Linked DNA regions of Mus musculus: all the other regions are linked to region 3. The links are chromatin contacts, called in public HiChIP or PLAC-seq and Micro-C maps. All regions are on one chromosome and are shown on one strand. Each heading gives the region's core, a stretch centred on a gene start, on an enhancer-like site or on the middle of the called end of the contact. The rest is flanking DNA. Distances are from core to core; before and after follow the strand shown. Region 1 holds the start of Rgl2 (ral guanine nucleotide dissociation stimulator-like 2). Region 2 holds the start of Zfp763 (zinc finger protein 763). Region 3 holds the start of Adamts10 (a disintegrin-like and metallopeptidase (reprolysin type) with thrombospondin type 1 motif, 10). Region 4 holds the start of Morc2b (microrchidia 2B). Region 5 holds the start of Rxrb (retinoid X receptor beta). Region 6 holds the start of Kifc1 (kinesin family member C1).

What was found. A called contact is a pair of places that touch in the nucleus more often than the background predicts. HiChIP or PLAC-seq counts read pairs in DNA pulled down with a chosen protein or histone mark.
Region 1: a Micro-C map of embryonic stem cells shows a contact between it and region 3, with 4 times the contacts expected there. The contact joins the promoter of Rgl2 here to the promoter of Adamts10 in region 3. A contact is called at or near these places in 6 of 39 promoter capture datasets (the 3T3-L1 cell line, 3T3-L1-derived adipocytes, cranial neural crest and 3 more), 1 of 15 datasets of contacts at CTCF or cohesin (embryonic stem cells), 8 of 484 Hi-C or Micro-C datasets (all in embryonic stem cells), 4 of 115 datasets of contacts at active chromatin or transcription factors (embryonic stem cells and pancreatic cancer cells) and 1 of 9 other capture datasets (adipose tissue).
Region 2: a contact with region 3 is called in a FOXA1 HiChIP or PLAC-seq map of pancreatic cancer cells. The contact joins the promoter of Zfp763 here to the promoter of Adamts10 in region 3. A contact is called at or near these places in 19 of 39 promoter capture datasets (the 3T3-L1 cell line, the C10 cell line, the HPC-7 cell line and 11 more), 1 of 15 datasets of contacts at CTCF or cohesin (the NIH/3T3 cell line), 1 of 484 Hi-C or Micro-C datasets (granulocyte-monocyte progenitors), 9 of 115 datasets of contacts at active chromatin or transcription factors (T-cell acute lymphoblastic leukemia, cardiomyocytes, embryonic fibroblasts and 5 more) and 2 of 9 other capture datasets (adipose tissue and embryonic stem cells).
Region 4: a contact with region 3 is called in an H3K27ac HiChIP or PLAC-seq map of embryonic stem cells, with 3 times the contacts expected there. The contact joins the promoter of Morc2b here to the promoter of Adamts10 in region 3. A contact is called at or near these places in 16 of 39 promoter capture datasets (the 3T3-L1 cell line, the C10 cell line, the HPC-7 cell line and 9 more) and 3 of 115 datasets of contacts at active chromatin or transcription factors (embryonic stem cells and stem cell-derived neural progenitor cells).
Region 5: an HNF4G HiChIP or PLAC-seq map of pancreatic cancer cells shows a contact between it and region 3. The contact joins the promoter of Rxrb here to the promoter of Adamts10 in region 3. A contact is called at or near these places in 2 of 39 promoter capture datasets (liver and pre-B cells) and 1 of 115 datasets of contacts at active chromatin or transcription factors (pancreatic cancer cells).
Region 6: an H3K27ac HiChIP or PLAC-seq map of embryonic stem cells shows a contact between it and region 3, with 2.4 times the contacts expected there. The contact joins the promoter of Kifc1 here to the promoter of Adamts10 in region 3. A contact is called at or near these places in 2 of 39 promoter capture datasets (cranial neural crest and pre-B cells), 4 of 115 datasets of contacts at active chromatin or transcription factors (embryonic stem cells and large pre-B cells) and 1 of 9 other capture datasets (adipose tissue).

The regions. Positions count from the first base shown.
Region 1 is chr17:33,928,011-33,931,146 of GRCm38.p6, reverse strand. It overlaps Rgl2 (ral guanine nucleotide dissociation stimulator-like 2), which reads right to left and starts at 1,253. Exons shown (of 18, transcript NM_009059.2): 1 at 1,103-1,253; 2 at 706-902. The coding sequence starts at 861. Tapbp (TAP binding protein) reads right to left here. Exons shown (of 8, transcript NM_009318.2): 8 at 1,857-3,007. The coding sequence ends at 2,996.
Region 2 is chr17:33,031,695-33,034,725 of GRCm38.p6, reverse strand. Zfp763 (zinc finger protein 763) reads left to right here and starts at 1,345. Exons shown (of 4, transcript NM_028543.3): 1 at 1,345-1,444. The coding sequence starts at 1,424.
Region 3 is chr17:33,522,622-33,525,586 of GRCm38.p6, reverse strand. Adamts10 (a disintegrin-like and metallopeptidase (reprolysin type) with thrombospondin type 1 motif, 10) reads right to left here and starts at 1,502. Exons shown (of 25, transcript NM_172619.4): 1 at 1,329-1,502.
Region 4 is chr17:33,138,066-33,141,242 of GRCm38.p6, reverse strand. It overlaps Morc2b (microrchidia 2B), which reads left to right and starts at 1,560. Exons shown (of 2, transcript NM_177719.4): 1 at 1,560-2,036; 2 at 2,421-3,177. The coding sequence starts at 2,447. It overlaps Gm52288 (a long non-coding RNA gene), which reads right to left and starts at 1,212. Exons shown (of 3, transcript XR_003952262.1): 1 at 1,151-1,212.
Region 5 is chr17:34,030,167-34,033,282 of GRCm38.p6, reverse strand. Rxrb (retinoid X receptor beta) reads right to left here and starts at 1,471. Exons shown (of 10, transcript NM_011306.4): 1 at 1,060-1,471; 2 at 239-456. The coding sequence starts at 1,285. Slc39a7 (solute carrier family 39 (zinc transporter), member 7) reads left to right here and starts at 1,593. Exons shown (of 7, transcript NM_008202.2): 1 at 1,593-2,459; 2 at 2,549-2,717; 3 at 2,862-2,915; 4 at 3,029-3,116. The coding sequence starts at 2,025.
Region 6 is chr17:33,889,094-33,892,247 of GRCm38.p6, reverse strand. Kifc1 (kinesin family member C1) reads left to right here and starts at 1,615. Exons shown (of 11, transcript NM_001195298.1): 1 at 1,615-1,770. The coding sequence starts at 1,753.

The sequences.
Region 1 (3,136 bases), core at 4-2,503, 410 kb before region 3:
ACTCAGAGTCATGTGGCCCTAGCCCCTCCCCCGACCGATCCCGAAAAACCAGCCTTGCTAGTCACCCTAACTTTACCAATGTCGGGGCCCAGGAGTCTGGATCCTCGGGCTCCGAATCTAACTTCTGGACCCTCCTGAATCCCTAAATCTTGCTGCGGACTACATCCTATCAGTCTCTTTGGACGAAGATGACCACGCTCTACCTATCCCGGGATCATCTCTCCAGGTGCCGGAACCTCTTGGCTTGCTGCCCTCTATTGAGCACCAGGGGGTGGGGGAAGAGGCGGCGAAATCTGAGGGTTCCCTCCCCAATCCTAGAGTCTGAGGAGCTGGTTACTGTGGAAACAAACCCCTCCCAGCCAAACAAAAAACGAGGAGGGAGACAGGGACCAAGATACAACTGCCCAGTGGCACCCGTCTAAGCAGGTATGGGCAAAGAGGGCCTGAGCCCCGCAGGCACAGTCAGCCCGTCTGCCAGCCAGCCATTCTGGTTCCGGCAGGTTCCTACGGGCAGGTTCCGAGCAGACAGACAGGGCGAACTTCATAGACACCAGGACCCGCAGCCAGGGGACAGATATCCAGAGAGAGTGTGGCGGGCGGGATGCGAGTGAGGCGGGGAGGAAGAGACCGAGGGACCCAGAGACACCGAAAGGAGGAGAGTCTCAGAAATATTTAATGCCCTGCCTCCCGCCACCCGCGTCTCACCTCTTCTTCTTCCTCATCCTCTTCCTCCTGCCCCCCGCCCACGGCCCGGCCACCTGGGTCCCCACCCTCTTCGGGGTCCCGGCTCCGGAAGCTGCTCAGCACGACTCCCCCGGGGGGGGTCGTGTCCAAAAGCAGCCGCAGGGGCCGCGGGAGCATGGCCGAGAGAAGCAATCAGCGGGGTCGGGCCATGGGGGCGCCTGGGGAGAGACGGGTGGGATTGGGTGGAGTCAGACGGGCGTGGGGGAGACGGACAAGAAGGGACCTAGGTGGGAGTCCCTGAGGAAGGCTGGGGGAGGGAGATACGGGAGTGGGGAAACCCAAGCCCTCGGTGCTTGCTTGGGACTTGGGGGCTAACTAGTGCGGAATGGGCAGGGTCACCCGGTGCTCCGGCTCTGACCTGCTCGGGAAGGGCGAGGGCTGCGCGCGGGTCCCGGGCCTCTGTTCTTGTCGGTCTCTGGCCCTCTACCGAGTCCCCTCCCCGGCTTTTCCGCGATGCCCCCCTCCTGCACCCCGCCGGGCTCCCGGGCCCTCCCGCCCTTTCCGCTTCCCCCCTCCCCGCGTCCGCCCGACAGCAGGAGCCAAAAAGGGAAGGAAGTGAGGACAGGAGCCAGGGAGAGCGACTAGGGGAGTGCTGGACGCCAGGGGCTGGGACGCAGGCTGCAGGTGCACTACTCCGCTGTCCCTTGCAGCCCCACTCGGTGGCTCTGAAGCCCGCGTCTCGCAGCAGACACGCTGGAGACCAGGGTCCTGTCTCAAGCCTCCACAGGAAGGCAAACACGGAATTTTAAGTCACTTTTTCTAACCAGAGCGGCGCTGCAACTGCCGAGGAAAGTGCCCTAGCAGTGGCGCGACCCCGTTACTGCAGCTCGAGAATGACACTGCCGCCCCGGCACGAGTGCAACGGAGCGAATCCGCGCCGGGTTTTCTGTGCCGCCCTTATGCCCGCCCACTCGCGGGGAGGGGGCGGAAGCCGGCTAGTGCGGCGCTTCCGGTTCCACTCGGGTCCGTCGCTCCGGGCGTCCGGCTCTCACCGTGCGCCCGAGCGCGCGCGGTTCCCACGGTGGCTATGTCGTCTCCCGGGTGCGAGACGAGGACCGGGAGGTGACCGAGGTTGGCTGTGCTTGGAAACGGGAGAATGAGAGGCCCGCATGGAAACTCGGAAAGACTTTATTAGCTCACGAGGACCGGCGAACAGGAGAGGACGAACCACACGGGGACATTCGTAAAGGGCCGAGACCCACCAGGCCCGGAGATGGTAAAGGTGGACCAGGCAAAAGAAAAGCTGTGGTAGGAATGGAGAGCTGGAGAGGTAGGCTTTAGTCCGCGAGGGAGACACATGGACCTTTCCGTCTCTAGACTACTGCTGTGGGCTGTCCCTGAGGTCTCTAGAATCTTAAGATGCTATGAAGACCTTTCGTCCTAATCCCCTGGCCAGTGGTTCTCAACCTTCTTAACATTAACGCAGTTCAAGTTGTAAAATTATTTTCTTTGCTACTTCGTAACTGCCTTTACTACTGTTGTGAATCCTAATGTCTGGTATTTCCGATGGACTTAAAGGGGGTTGTGAGCCACAGGTTATGAACCCGCCTCTCTGGCGCATACACTGGTTCTTCTCAACCCTGGGACTCTACGCATGTGTGTTCTTATATTTAGTTCTCTCAACAAAGCCCCGCCAAGTAACCCCGACTGACCTGAAACTCCCTATTTGTAGATCAGGCTGGCATGGAAATGTCAGAGATCCACTGCCTCTGCCTCCCGACTGTGGGCATCAAATGAGTGTGGCGCTAAGTCTCGCTTTTTTCTCATCTTAAAAGTTTAGTTCGAGTCCAGCGGTGGTGGCGCACGCCTTTAATCCCAGCACCTGGGAGGCAGAGGCAGGCGGATTTCTGAGTTCGAGGCCAGCCTGGTCTACAGAGTGAGTTCCAGGACAGCCGGGACTATACAGAGAAATCCTGTCTCCAAAAACCAAAAAAAAAAAAGACCTCTAGGCATGGTGTCCAGTGCCGTTTGTCACTCCGAGGCAGAGGGACAGGTGGATCTCTGGGACTTCGAGGCCAGCCTGGTTGGCTTGGTGAGGGTTCAGGACAGCCAGCCAAGGCTACATAGAGAGACCTTGTCTAAAAACAAGAACAAAACAAGAAAGATTGAAACAAACAAAAAAACCTTAAAAAAAAAAATCCGAGCTATTCAATGGAGGGAGAAGAAGAGAAGAAGGCTGTTGTTCTGGGGCAGGGGCTACTGGAGTCATCTGGGCCAGAGATGAGGGTGGCTTCCACAGACGAGAACTTCTTTACTGTGACTTCTGCAAGAGAAGAAAGAAGTGGGGAATTGGAAGTGTTGGGAGGGAAGTGAGTTTCTCCCAGTTAATGTAGAAACATTCTCACAGTTACAGGCGTGGGAGCAGGCTGGGGCTGTCATTTCCCACCGGCCA
Region 2 (3,031 bases), core at 96-2,595, 490 kb after region 3:
GATGGGTATTTCTCTCTTGGTTTCTAGTTCCCCTCCAGATTTTCTGAGTCTGGTGGGGGGAAGGGGACCTCATAAAATTGCAAAGCTTCTGTAAGGCAAAAGACACTGTCAATAAGACAAAAAGGTAACCAACAGAATGGGAAAAGATCTTTACCAATCCTAAATCTGATAGGGGGCTAATGTCCAATATATGTAAAGAGCTCAAGAAGTTGGACTCCAGAAAATCAAATAACTCTATTAAAAATTGAGGTACAGAGCTAAACAAAGAATTCTCACCTGAGGAATACCGAATGGCTGAGAAGCACCTAAATGAAGGTGTTGAAAGAGGTTGCCACCACCACCACCACCACCACAGGAAGCAATAGAAGGCATCCTCTGTGAGTTCCCAGACTTCCTAGTTGTCTCTACCTCAGCACTACAGAAGGGCTGTTTGTCACTGTGATGTTGACGGTTGTGATGTATGTGTATATTTGTAGATGTAGACATCCCTCTGGATTTTGAGCCAAGGAAATTTTTTGTCTGAATTGAAGAGTTACTCTATATATGTCTTGAATTCTATGTTGAATATTACTGCTATGTAACTTCGTGTTTCTGTAATTCAATAATTGTATTCATTGGTTGTTGCTCTAATTTTATTGATTAAAAAAATGGATTGGTTGAGTAGCAGTGCATAGTGGCCCACACCTTTAAATTCCAGCATTCTGGAAGCAAAGGCAGTTGGATTACTGTAAATCCGCGACAAGCCTGGTGTATATGGTGAGTACTTAGACAGCCACAGCTACATAGCAGAGATTCTGCCTCAAAACAACAATAAAAACAAGCAAACAAAATCAATAAATTGAAACATAACGTGTGAGAGAGCTTTACAACACTTTTACCTCATTCCAAAGTCATGAGTTTGCATAGTAGGATCTCCTGGTTCCTGTCTCTGGACAGATCTTTGATTCTGTGGGTCTTCCCATTAAGAACTTGAATCAAAAATGTGCAGGGCAAACTTGGACACTGTAATCAAAGCAGTAGAGGGCCCCAGAGTTCACAAGAACAAAGTGCATAAAGTAGCCTGTTCCCCTTAAAGGCAAAGTTATAAAACAGGTCGGAACCGGCTTAGTCCACTTAAAAAACAAAAGGAAAACAAACAAACAAACAAACAAAAAAACTGGCGTACAAAAGAATCCGCTATTCTAACTGCACTGGGAAAGAGGAATGTTATTAATTAAGGCATTTAAGCTCAAGGCTGTCACTATCTTTCCTCAATCAGGGATGCTGTTACTGCTATTCATGAACTGTCCAATGACGAACCGGTACATTCGGAAGGTCCCGCCCTTGCCGCCATGTTTGAGTCCTGTGTTGTTGAGAAGGTCTGTGGTGGTGTTGGGGCTGGACTATATCTCCTGTATTTAGGCCTATTAGGAAGAACACCTGGATGCATATGAAAGAGGAAATGGTGAGTATGCCTTGGGCTCCTGGAGTCGTAAGTGAAAGCTTTGTGACACTGCAGTCTGTGGCGCTGTTGCCTGCCGTTCCCTTGGTGCTGTGCAGCCTAGTGTGCCTTGGAGCGGGACACTGGAATTGTGCGCAGAGCAGGCGACCGGGCACCGGAGCCCGCTCTGTTCTGTCCTAGGGAAGCTACTTCGTTCCAGGCCCCTATCTTCATGGGGTTAGTCCTCACCTGGAACCTGCGCCTCCGCAGACACTGCAGCACTGCAGGTTGGTGACGCGGAGTCCAGACTGTGGTGTAAGGGGACTTGGGTGGTGTGAGCAGTTGCTCGTATGCCTTATAGGCATATCTCTGCTGCTTTCGATTCTTTTCTCTCATCGCCTTTGTAAATTATATTCTTCACAGTACTGCAGTTGAACACTAGGCCGGGAGAACTTATTAATCTCTCTCTCTCTCTCTCTCTCTCTCTCTCTCTCTCTCTCTCTCTCTCTCTCTCTCTCTGTGTGTGTGTGTGTGTGTGTGTGTGTGTGTGTGTGTGTGTGTGTGTGTGTGTGTGCGCGCGCGCGCTGCCCTTTAAAGATGAGATTAAAGAGTATTTAATTGTGCCGTCTGTGAGTAGGCCAAATTTTTCAATCTTAGAGAAAGTAGAGAAGTACAATGATGGGTTTTTTCCCCCTGACCATTTCTGAAGCCAAAATTCGGGTTTTTAAAAAGCTTTCCTAGACTTCGTTTTTGTGAGCCCTGTAAAGTAGATCAGGTGCTTGCCAATCTACATCGTTTGCTTGTGTGCTGGAGGCCGGTTCTCCAAATAGAAGAAATTGTGACTAAGAGTATTTGATCAGTATTTACCAGATGACATTCTTTTAGGGGTGTGGGGGAGTTGGTATTTTCAGTAGAATATTCATTTGAACAGTATTATTTCTGCCACTTCGTGGACTTGAGTATTCTATTTCTTTACTATTTGAAGTTGTCATCGCTGAAGTCTTTTTACCCTTTTACTGGGCTTTATTTCTAATTCTTTTCCCGTTACCATGAATGGTATTTTGTTTCTGATTTTCCCTTCCACTCTAGTCTTTATTGGAGTAGAGAAATGACATTGCTTACTGTATATTGATTTTATATCCTGCTATGCATAAAAAGTATTAAATAATACAAAGAAAATGACTACTTTTTAAAATTCTCTCTGTATTGTATTCATGCTCAAATTGATGGGAACGTTAGCAGGTACTAGGTAATTTTAGCTAATTATAAGTAAAATAACAATTTTAGCTAATTATAGGTAAAATAATGAGCAGTTACATACTAAAATGAGAAGGACCTTGGAGAGGGTAACATTGTTATGAAACATGGTTATAGTTATACTATTATTTGAAAATAAATTTAAATTACTTGTACAATGAATTTTTTTAAAGTCTTGGGACACAGTATTTAGAAAAGAGCATTTTTGATTTTCTAATAGAATTCAAAGAGAAAATAATACCAAAGTAAAATGAAAGTGTAGGATCTCAAGAGTCGGATGACTCAATTGTCAAGAATGCTTACCACTTTTGCAAGGGAACCTGGATTCTGTTCCCAGAGCCAGGTTGGGCAGCT
Region 3 (2,965 bases), core at 253-2,752:
TGTATATGTATCTGTCTGTCTCTGTCTCTCCTGTGTGTGTGTGTGTGTGTGTGTGTGTGTGTGTGTGTGTGTGTGTGTGTGTGTGTACCTAGGCTTGGCCCCTGTCCCCCAGGCCCCTCCTCTGGCAGGCTGCAGGGAGGCCACTAGCCTGGGGGAAGGGCACAAGTGCTGGAAGAGGGAAAAGCCTCCCGGGAATGTGTGTGGCTCCATCACATCCTGGGGATCCTATAGGGACCAGCACTCCACACCTAGACTTTTGTAGGCTGTGCGGGAAACCCAGCTAAAGAGGTGGAGGCTTCTCAGTGGAGGACAGAGCTTCTTTGGCCAGGCATAGGCAGCCATCAGCCTGAGGCAGCAGGCTTCCTCCAGGCGCTGCACATCTGGCCTGGCTGCTGTGAGCACACAGACAAAAGGACCAGCCAGAGGGGAGGCCTAAGGGGAGGGGCTGCACAGGTCACCACTCCCATTACCACCAACCAGCTGTTAATTAAAGTGTGTCTCCCCCTGGTAGGGAGGCTCCTTGCTTCAGAGTTCTGTGGCATAGATGACCATCTGAGGGGAAGTAGCAGCCCCAGCTCCACTCTCACAGGCAGACACACAAACAAACACAATCACACTCTATAGGGCAACCCACACTTGAATAGCAGGAAGGCCTGGTTCACTAAACCCAAACACACACAACTACATACCTCCACACCTATGTATACAGAAACACATATTTCCACATGGACACCCAGACAGCCCATAAACCCAGACAAACAGGCCTATGTGCACAGTTACACAGTCCAAGACAAGCCACAAGCCTAGCAGCCTATACACGCTCATTTAACACAGAAAGTTAACACACACACATGCACAAGTTTACACATTCATAGCAGGGGGAACTAAGAAATTCTACAAACTCAGACACATATGCATGCAGGCATTTCCACTAATAACACTCCTGAGAAACGCAAATATTCAGAGACAGACACACTTGGCATTTACATGCACGAGAGGCATTTTTCTTACCCTCACTTAGGCAAACACTCAACACACCTCAACAGTCTGCCCACACAGTCGCTCCCAGATGCTGAAAGCCATAAGGTCATACAATCCGCAGAAGCACAACCATTTGGATACGTGGCTGACCTCGACCCCCGCCCCAAACCTGAGCCAACCCAAACAGGCAGTCTGTATCTGCAACACTTAGGGACATTCGGCACCAACACAGCACTCGCACAACGGGATCCGTCCAGCACATCTTGTCCCCGAGACACACAAAGTCACTTATAATCACTGCATTCCGGTGACTGCGCCGCCCAACTGGGTCCCCAGATCGCCAGTACCTGCGTGCCTGGAGCCTTCGGTCCGCTGTAGACGCACAGACTCACCGCCCGGCGCACAGGAAGGGAGGGAGCAAGCGCCCGGTGGCGTGGCCGGGGGAGGGGGCGCGGGAAGGCACTCACTTCCTGAGCAGCCTGCCAGGGTTATTAAAAAAAAAGAAAAACCAAAAAAAAAAACCCAAACCCCGCCCGCCGCTGCTGCTGCTTCCGCCGCCGCCGCCGCCCAGGGCCTCAGGCTGGACCCAAGCCAAGGACCCCGGAGCCCGGATTACCCCGCCTCGCGAAGGGCGCCCGTGTGGGTGGAGATGCTGAGGAGGAATTTGGGATGGGAGTTGGAGAAGGTTGGGGGGGGGGGTACGGGAGAGGGGAGGCTGGGGGCGGAGATAGAAGAAGGCAGGGGGTGTGAAGGGACAGAGGTGGAGAGTGGGGGAGGAGTGGACGCACACAGTAGGGGGATGGGGGGGAGGACGGAAAGGAGGGGTTAGGCGGGAAATTGTGAGGGAGGAAAGTTTGAATAGAAAGAGGTGGAGGAGATGGGGGTCCTGGAGAAAGGGGCAAAATTGAGTTGGGGGCTAGCGAGGGGGTTGAGACAAGGGGAGAGCCCAGTGCCTTGCCTCCGTTAGCCGAGTCAACAACAGCTGTTATTTATTGAGGGCTGGTCCTTGCTCAAGCAAACATTTATTGGGCGCCTCTCCGTGTGCCAGGCATGGTGCCCGAGGCTGAGTGAATAAATCTGAGTTGGGTCCCAGCCTTCACAAAGCTCCGGTCCGGGGGCTTTGATCTGCTTTGGCTCTGCTTTTGAGTTCACTTGCTTTAACTCTCTAGCAGTGAAGAGGACCTAGTCAGTTCCATTTTACAGATGTGAAAACTAAGTCCAGCCAGGGGGGCGTCATGATCATCTTTGGGACACAGTGTTTAAATCTACGAGGAGTTTGTACATGCAGGAGATGACCAGTGCAGTGGAGCAAAGCTGGGATTCCAACCAGCTTCAATCCAGGCCTGATTGTGGGAGTGTTCTACACCATTACCCCTGGTCTCAGAATTCCAAGATTGGCCCCCACAGTGGGCTTTGGCCTTGGCCTTGACCGACTCTGATTCTAGGTTTTCTTATCCTTAGAAATGGGGTAATGACAGCCTTTGTAGGGAGCAGGGGAGGAAGAGGGGTGGTTGTGGGAGGGAGCAGGAGAGTTTCAACCACAAACATTCCCTCTGTTCTGAGTTCAGCTAGGGATACAGGTAGTTCTCTGTCTCTACGTTGAACTTAGTCTTGAACTTGGAAATGGCATGTTAAGGGCTCATGCACTGTACGAAAAATTCCTATGGTGCCCGAACCCTCCTGCCCGGACCCAACTTCTCTGGACACCCTGCCAGACCAGAGGGGCTGTTAACTTTTACATACTGCAATCCCTAGAACCCATACCCACCCCTGGCCTCCACTAACCGAACTGCCCCTTGGGCCCCTTGGCCTGAGGCACCTGCCTTTGCTTTCTCAGGTTGTACTTCTGCTGTGGCTCCAGCCACCTGTCCCCAGTCTAGGGATGGCTTCCACACTCACCGTGAGAAGATTTTCAGGACCATTTGGAGCTGGGTGGCTTCAAACTAGATTCCAGGTCCTGCTACTTACCAGCTTTGAAACCTCA
Region 4 (3,177 bases), core at 311-2,810, 380 kb after region 3:
CTACTGAGCAATTTAGGGTCTCTGCACAATAACAACAAAAGGAAGTGATTCTAACTGTTTTTAGAAGGTTTTTTCTGGGCCTCCTGAAAGCCCAGTTCTCTTGAACTAGAGGCTTGGTAGCCTGGGACCCAAATAGCAGCTCACTGGCTAAGCTCTGAAGGAGGAGAAGGAGGAGGAGGAGAAGGAGGAGGAGGAGGAGGAGGAAGAGGAGGAAGAAGAGGTAGAAGAGGAAGAAGAACAAAATGTGGAAGAGCAGGACGTGGTGGAGCACGCCTTTAATCCCAGCAGAGGCAGGCAGATTTCTGAGTTCCAGGCCAGCTTGGTCTACAAAGTGAGTTCCAGGACAGCCAGGGCTAGACAGAGAAACTCTGCCTCAAAAACAAAAACAAAAAATATGGAAGAAGAAAAGGAAGAGGAGGAAGTAGAGGAGGAAAGCCGTTTCTTAAACGGTGTGCTTTTGAAATGAGATTCCAGCCATAAGCCCTTCACAACCCAGCTCCCATACCTGGCGAGAAGAGGGGAGGGTTCTAAGAGACAATGGTTTTCCTATTGCAAGAACATATTGGCAATGAATATCATGCAGTCACACCATGCAACAAGCCTCATACAAAAGATTTACTGGGGTTAGTCTGCCACTGACCAGGAAGAGACAGCAGAGGGCTGGACAGAAAGGAAGACTTTTATAGGGTTTTTAGAGCATGTTCCGTGAGCTTGATGGGAAAGTATGGAAGATTAGGAAATATCATTTGTTCAATAAACTTGAGCTAAGGGTGGTAATAGTGATTTCCAAGCCTCTGAACTTGAGGTCAAGCCAGGGGCACAATGTTTTTCTTTTGAGCTTGAGATCACAGGTCAGGGTGTTCCTTCCCTGGCCCTTTTACTCTACAATGGTGGCTTGGGGAGGTGAGAAATGTGGTCTCACATAGCCCAAGATGGACTCTTATCATCTATGATCCTCCTGCATCCACACTCCAAGTGCTAGAACAGTTGTGCATTAAAATGTCTAAGCAGCAAAAATAGGTTCCTTGGTTCCACTGTTACTAATGGTGTCTGTGCCAGGCTAATTAGGTCCTTGGCACCTTGCTCAAAGAATTTAAGAAGGACTACAGCTTGAGTCTGGGGAGATGGCTCAAGGGTTAAGAGGGCTTACTGCTCTTTCTTGAGAACCGCCTTCGATTCCCAGCACCCAGGTCCGGAGGCTGACAAACTGCCTGTAACTCCAACTCCAGAGGATCAGTCAGCTTCTGCAGGCATCCACACACAAATGACATATAGTCACTAGATAACAGGAAAAGTGTCTAATAAAAAAGGCCTGGAGCTGTGAGCATGAACGACACAAAAGCAGAAAATGGGATAGCTTTAGCGATGGCAGAGAAGCAGCAAGCTCTAAATTCATGCTGTTACTCCTGCCATCCTTTGGTCCAGCACCCATTATTACAATCCAGTCGAGCTCTGCTCTTTAGCTATGTAGTGAGTGACCTAGTTCAGCAGTCAGGTGACGCTCCATGGAGGCGGAGGCGGCCCGTGGTTCCAAGCGCGCTGCGGCGGTTGAATTCCGAATTCTAAACAGAGGGACAAGGGCTTCTGGGAGTTGTGGCCAGTGGCCGGCCAGTGCGCACAAGCTGGTTAGTGGTGCGGTTGCAACTGTCCTACACCTTGGGTCTCAGCCTTGCAAGCTGAGACTCACTCCTCCCGGAGAGGGGGAAGTAGCTGCAGGATCCCAAGTCGGACAGGGAATGGTGTAGGACCATAGCCAGCCACGTAAGATTTGGGTGGGTCTGTTATGAGGAGTTTCTGTTGACTACTGTGAGGTCATTTCACAGAGCACCCTGTGGTGATTGTGGCATAACATTAAACTGGGTTTGAATTTGAAAGACTGGTAAGGAATCACAAAGACCTTTTTTCAGTTGCCAAATGGGATACCGGATGTACAACTATCTACGCTGTGAAAGGACCTTCTAGTACTACAGCTATTAAAGAATAGTGAAGATGTAGATGAAAGTTAAGTTTCCTGGTAGACGTCGATTTCCACACTGGTAAGTCTTCTCGTTAGAAAATTTAGGACATGAAATGGCTCAAAGAATGTCCAGATAAAACAGTTAACAATCAAGTTGAGCTGTTAAGGACCACCTACTTTTAAACCAGATCATCTGAAATGAACTAAAAAAAAAAAAAAAAAAAAAACACTCAACGTTCTTTAGAAATGCAGGTTGAGGCTTCACCCACCCACCCCAAATAATTGCATCATATTCATTGAAAATTAGAACGAAAGGAAAAAATAAATCTCGGTTTCAGATATCTCTGTATTTTGGATAGTTACTAAGTAACTTCTTTTATCTATCAGTAAGAAGCAGAAACTACCCTTTACTGAGTAGAACCTTTAAAAATCTGCCCCAATACATATATTTCTCTGTTACTAGGTAAGACTGGAGGCTTCATTTGAGTCATGGCGTTTACCAATTACAGCACTCTCAACCGGGCTCAACTAACCTTTGACTATCTACACACAAATTCAACTACCCATGCATTTTTGTTTGGTGCTCTTGCTGAACTGATTGATAATGCGAGGGATGCTGATGCCACCCGGATAGATATTTACGCTGAAAAGCGAGAGGACCTTCAAGGAGGATTCATGCTTTGTTTTCTGGATAATGGAGTCGGAATGGATCCAAACGATGTCATCAATGTGATCCAGTTTGGGAAATCAGCCAAACGAACACCAGAGTCCACACAGATTGGGCGGTACGGGAATGGACTAAAATCAGGCTCAATGCGTATTGGGAAGGATTTTATCCTCTTCACTAAGAAAGAAAACACCATGAGTTGCCTCTTCCTGTCTCGAACCTTTCATGAGGAAGAAGGCATTGATGAGGTGATAGTCCCTTTGCCTACTTGGAATAGTCAGACACGAGAACCTGTCACAGATAACATGGAGAAGTTTGCCATTGAGACAGAGCTCATCTACAAGTATTCTCCCTTCCACACTGAGGAAGAAGTGATGACCCAGTTTACAAAGATTTCTGGGACTAGTGGAACCCTGGTCGTCATTTTCAATCTCAAACTCACGGACAACGGAGAACCCGAACTAGACGTAACCTCAAATCCAAAAGATATCCGGATGGCAGAGATCTCCCAAGAAGGCGTGAAGCCAGAGCGGCACTCCTTCTGTGCCTACGC
Region 5 (3,116 bases), core at 222-2,721, 510 kb before region 3:
ATTCCCTGCAGGCTTAGGGTTTGTTTTCAAAACAGAGCTGATGAAGCATGCACCCCCACAGACCACCCCCTTCAGGAAGAGCAAGGGGTCCGAGACCACAGGCTTGCTATGATTAGAGAACTAGAAAGATCAACGGGTTTTGGGGAAGTTCACCCAAAGATGGGGAGTGGGGGTGAGAAGTTGAGAACAAGGAACTGAAGGCACAGTGGCAATAAGCAGGCCACAACCTCTCTCTCACCTGAGGGCTGCTGACAGGCCCGGAGAATCCTGGGGGAGCCGGAGGGGGCAGACCAGGGGACCCCATGGAAGAACTGATGACTGGGAAGGGGGAGCCCAGTGGCGGGGGTGGCATTGGAGGTGGAGGTGCTGAAGGGGTAAGAGGTGGGCCAGGAGGAGAAGACGGACGGATCCCCTGAGAAAGGGGATTTGGGGAGGAGCTGTCTGGGCTTCGGGAATCTGAGAAGTGGGTACGTACAAGGCAGACACACACGGACAGGAGAGACAAGAAGAGAAAGTGAGCCTTTTGATCATCCAAATGGACACTTTAATTCTCCCTGACCCACCACAGCCCGCAACCCTGGAGTTCAGAAATACCAAGTGGCCAAACAACAATTTCACTTCTAATAGTCGTGAGAGGAGGCGGTTGACAAAAAGGGAGGCAGGTCAGGCGGGGCTACTGGGTCATCCCAAGCTGACCTCGGGAGGGGGGGCTGTGAAGCAGCACGTGGAGGTGTAGCAGCGAACCCCTCGTCCAACCCCAACTTAGAACATTCGGGGCAAAGAGTATGGCAGAAATACCCGGTCCCAGAGCGTAAGCTCAGCCTTCGAATGCCCAGAGTCCTCCAGCCCACGGGGAACGGTGTCCTTCCCACGCCCGAGACCGCGCACGCAGGCCCCGCCGCGGGCCCGAACCTGAAGGGCGGAAGCTCCCCCGCCGCGCCCCGCCCCGGGGGAGGGCGCTGGGCCTCGGGACGTCGAGGGCGCGTGTTTACAAACAAGGGGGCGGGAGCGCGGGGAGGGGGCGCGAGGGGCGCCGGCCCGGGCCCACGGGACACTCACCCCGCCCGCTGTCGCCCATCCCGTCCCGGCCAGCCTCCCCCGGCTCCGGCTCCAGGGCTTGCTGCTCTCCGGCCGCCGCCGCCGCCGCCGCGGGATCCAGCCAGGGCCGCCGCCGCCGCCACCGGGACGCGACCCCACAATGCATCTCTTTTCTCACCCCCACCGGCCCACACTGCCCCGCGGCATGCCGCGGCGGGAGGAAGGGCGGACGAGTGGCCCAAGACATGACGCCCGGGCCGAGGGCGGGGAAGCCGGAGAGGCGCCAGGGACGCGCAGGGGGGACAGCGGGGGACTCGGGGGCCGCGACGAAGCCGCGGAGGCGAGCAGGCCGCGGCCTGTGGCAGCGCGACTCAAGAGCCGCGCTCGGCTCGGCACTGAGATGACAGCACCGGCGCGGCCGCCATCTTTGTACAGACGGGAAGTCTCGCCTTGAGCTCCCGCCCCTTCGCCGAGGTGGAAACGGAGGAGGCGGTGCCCGCCAGCCCGCCGTCCCCTCGGATAACCCCCCAGCTCTGCGCATGCGTCCTGACGCCGTGGCCGCGCCGCCCTCGGGGCGCCGCCATGTTGGTAAAGGTATCGGGGCGCAGGCAAGAAAGGGAGCTTCCGGATCTCGCGGGAGCTCGAGGCGTGAGTGCCACGTCCCAGCAAACCGAGAACCGAGAGGATCCCGGAGCCGGTGAGAGGTCCCTGCTGCTCCCTTACGGCGCTTTCCAGGCCTTTACCCCAACCAGTGGGCCATAGAGACGCGGGCCCAGAGAGACCGTAAAGTTGCTGATCAAAGGCTAGAGCGGTGTCGGGGGTGGGGGGCTGCATCCAGGAAGGGTGTTGGGGATGAGGTGGACCGGCCTTGGGGACAATGTAAGAGCGGAGCAAGTAGTATAGAGGAAGGGCTTCAAGGGACGCGGATCCCGAATAGGTAGATTGAGAGTCAAGTCGAGTCGTCTCTTGTTCCTCCGGTCAGCGTGATGACCATGGGCCTGCGGGCCCCCCACTGGGTGGCTGTGGGACTGCTGACCTGGGCGGCTTTGGGGCTGCTGGTGGCCGGACACGAGGGTCATGGTGACCTGCACAAAGATGTGGAAGAGGACTTCCATGGCCACAGTCACGGGCACTCACATGAAGATTTCCACCATGGCCACAGCCACGGGCACTCGCATGAAGATTTCCACCATGGCCACGGCCACACTCATGAAAGCATCTGGCATGGGCATGCCCACAGCCACGACCATGGACACTCACGTGAGGAATTACACCATGGCCATAGCCATGGCCACTCCCACGATAGCCTCCACCACGGAGGACATGGACATGCCCATCGTGAACATAGCCATGGGACTTCTAGGGAGGCTGGGGCTCCAGGCATCAAACACCACCTGGACACTGTCACCCTCTGGGCCTACGTGAGTCGCCAGGGGATGTGGGGAAGAGGGACTGGTTCTTAATCGGTGGGAAGCTCCATCTTTGCCTTCTGATTGTGCTTCTCCACCAGGCACTGGGGGCCACAGTGCTGATCTCCGCAGCTCCGTTCTTCGTGCTGTTCCTCATCCCAGTAGAATCTAACTCTCCCAGGCACCGCTCTCTGCTCCAGATCCTGCTCAGTTTTGCTTCCGGGGGGCTCCTGGGTGATGCGTTCCTCCACCTCATCCCGCATGCCTTGGGTAAGTAACTTGTGGGCTCCGCCTCAAAGGCTTAAGCGGTTTTGTTCTTTCTCTTTAATGATCCCAGATTTTCCGGTTGTCTTCAAACACACATCCCCTGAGCCAGGCATTCCCTCATCAAGCCTTTTCTCCCACTTCCCGCAGAACCTCATTCTCACCACGCTCCAGAGCAGCCTGGACATGGACACTCCCACAGTGGTGAGAAAAACCAGGGACTGGTGTGCTGGGAAAGGGCAACCTCTCCATTCCCATGCTTCGCCTCTTACACTTGAGTCTGCGTCTCCCTTCATGCTTTACTGCCTCCGTTCCAGGCCAGGGCCCCATTCTCTCTGTGGGGCTGTGGGTTCTCAGTGGGATTGTCGCCTTCCTCGTGGTGGAGAAATTTGTGAGACACGTGAA
Region 6 (3,154 bases), core at 366-2,865, 370 kb before region 3:
ATTATAACCAGAAATTTTCTAGTGTCCCCCCATTAACATTTGTAGACTTGGAAACATCTCAAGTAAGGTCTTTGGGGGCTGTAGATTTAGAGTTTGGTGTCAAGAAACATACTATTTGGGCTGGAGAGATGGCTCAGTGGTTAAGAGCACTGACTGCTATTCCAAAGGTCCTGAGTTCAAATCCCAGCAACCACATGGTGGCTCAAAACCATCCGTAATGAGATCTGGCGCCCTCTTCTGGAGTGTCTGAGGACAGCTACAGTGTACTTACATATAATAAATCTTTAAAAAAAAAAAGAAACTGCTGGGTGTGGTTGCGCACGCCTTTAATCCCAGCACTCGGGAGGCAGAGGCAGGCAGATTTCTGAGTTCGAGGCCAGCCTGGTCTACAGAGTGAGTTCCAGGACAGCCAGGGCTACACAGAGAAACCCTGTCTCAAAAAACCAAAAAAAAAAAAAAAAAAAAAAGAAACATACTATTTATTTATCCAGTTATGTATGTATGTATGTGTGTGTGTGTGTTTCTTTATTTATTTAAGACAGGGTCTCTCTACAGAGCCTGGCTGCCCTGGAATTTACTTTGTAGACCTGGTTGGCCTTGAACTCAAGAGATCTGTCTGCCTCTGCATTCTGAGTACTGGGAACTGGGATTAAAGGCGTGTGCCACCAAGCCTGGCTTCTAGTTTTGTTTTGATTTTTTAATCTAAAAGATTGTTTATTGACCTGGGCATGGTGGCACAGGGTAGCCCTAGCATCTCTGAGTTCAAGGCCAGCCTGTTCTACAAATAGAATTCCAAGACAGTCAGGGCTACACAGAGAAACCCAATCTCGAAAAAACAAAATAAATATATATGTAATTTATGTGTTTTATATATATATATATATATATATATATATATATGCTTATATATATAATACGTACTATTGGGTATTATTTATATGTGTAAAGATATATGTTTATGTATATAATACATATTGTTTATGTATAATATATAATATTGGAGGCAGGAGGGGCACAGAAAACTTTGTGGCGAATTAGTTCTCACCTTCCACATTATATGAGTTTCAGGGATAACCAGTTTGCTATCCTCCCGGCCCTACTCTAGATTTATGACTTTATTACATCTCCAGATATGGGTTCCACTTTTTCTTCTTTGAGGACAGGTCAGCGCCATCAACCAGCTTCCACTTTTCGGACCTGAGAAAGTGGACCAAGAGCGACCTCGGTGTAACAGTCTCCAGTCTACAGGGTTGGCGAGGAGGTGTGCAAGTTCAGCAGTATCCGCTAGGTGGCGCTCGCTCCGCCCCGACCCCGCTCAGGCACATGCGTATTGCCTCCCCCACGCCACTCCTCCACACAAGCGCACTTCTGACGCAACCAGAGACCTCAGGAAGCCGCGCTCGGCGCTCGGGAGGGGGAGAGGGAGAAAAGAGGAAGAGCGGATCCGGAAGTAGGATCCAAGGGGTCTAGTTCTGGTGCTCTAGCGGACTAGAAGAGTCGCGACTCAGGGGGCGTGGCCCCGGAGGCGGAGGGCACCGTGATTGGCTCGCGACCGCGGCGCCGGCGCGGATTGGCCTCTGCGGATTGAAGTGCGTTGACTGCGCGGAGGTTGAAATTCAAAAGTGGCGGGTGTGGCTGATTGGCCTGGCTCCTGGACAGCCTGGCTTCGGCGTTTTGCGGCGCGAGCCCTTGAGAGGACGCGGGTCTCATCGTCCTGCCTGCTGCCTTTGCACCCTTTCTGTGCGGACCACCATGGACGTGCAGGCGCAGGTGAGTGCGGCGGAGACGACCTCGCGCCAAGATCGGAGGACGCAGGCCGGCCGCCCGGAGACCCGCGTCCCGGGGACAGGTCGGGGCAAGCCGTCCTGCAGGGGAGGGTCGCACCGCCTCGCGCCCAGGACACCAGCGGCCGAGTCAGTGAGGGCAACACACACACACACACACACACACACACACACACACACACGGCGAGGTCCCAGGACAGTCGCAGCGACGTTGGCCCGCCATTCCAGTCGTGCAGGCGCGACCATCCCGTGTCCCTTATCCCCCTCCAGCATTTCCCATTTCGAATTCTCAAGCGGATTCGACATGTTTGTGCTTCTCAGTTCTTACAGATCGCCTTGTGGGAGAAGCGAGGGTTCTGAAAGAGGCCTTGTCGCTTGTCCGCAAAGTACCTTTCTTGCTGATGACCTGTTGTGTTGCTGCTGGATCGGGATAGAGGAAGGGGAGAGGAGAAATGGGGGCATCGGCCCAGAGGATCCTTATTCCCTCGCCTGCCTCTTCCTTTTGCTCATTTGGACTGCTGACTAGTTTATGGGGGTGCCCTTCTTCACCACAAGCATCTGAGGCGTATGTGTGTGGCAATTAATGGACTGATCTCTCTGGTGTCAGGAAAGACCGGCCTGCATTCTTTGTTTACCAGCATTTCAGTCTAGACTGACTCACAGTCGGTGTTCAGCTTGAAGAGACTTTCTGGTATACTCACAGCCAAAAGGGAGAGCACTGCACTGTGACAGGTGACAGTTAAAAAGTAAAATAGTTTTTCTCAGATTTGTTCCTGCAGTATTTGCCAAGCATCTTCTGGCCCTGCACAGCTGTACTTATGTAGGAGACAGGAGTCCTAGCTACCAGTGAGCTGACACTCCCTGGGGAGACAGACATAATACAATTTGTATCTCTATTGGGAGGGAGTGAAGGACAGTAAAGGTTCAAGCAGATGGAAGGGGAAGAAGAAAGCTAGGAGGAACAACATTAACTAAGGTATGGAGAGTTAAAACTGGAAGGAAGAGGTCTGTGGTGCAGTGCTAGGCGAGCATCCAAGAAACACCTGGGTCTATAGTCCCCTGAACCAAAAGCAACGAACCATCCTGAAGTCAGTTGTGCACCTGAGGTCACCTGTGTGGAGGCTCAGACCAGAGCTTGGAGATTCAGGCCAGTGATACATTGTCTCAAAAAAAAAAAAAAAAACCAATATAAATTTGACCTAGTAACCTGAAGCTGGTAGCATGCCCAAGAATAGCAGGGTTTGCTTGCTGATTTGTTGTTGTTGTTTTGTTTGTTTGTTGTTGTTGTTTTGTGGTTTGTTTGTTGTTGTTTTGTGGTGGTGGTAGCTGTTTTCCCTGTGTAACCCTGGCTGTCCTAGAACTCACTCTGT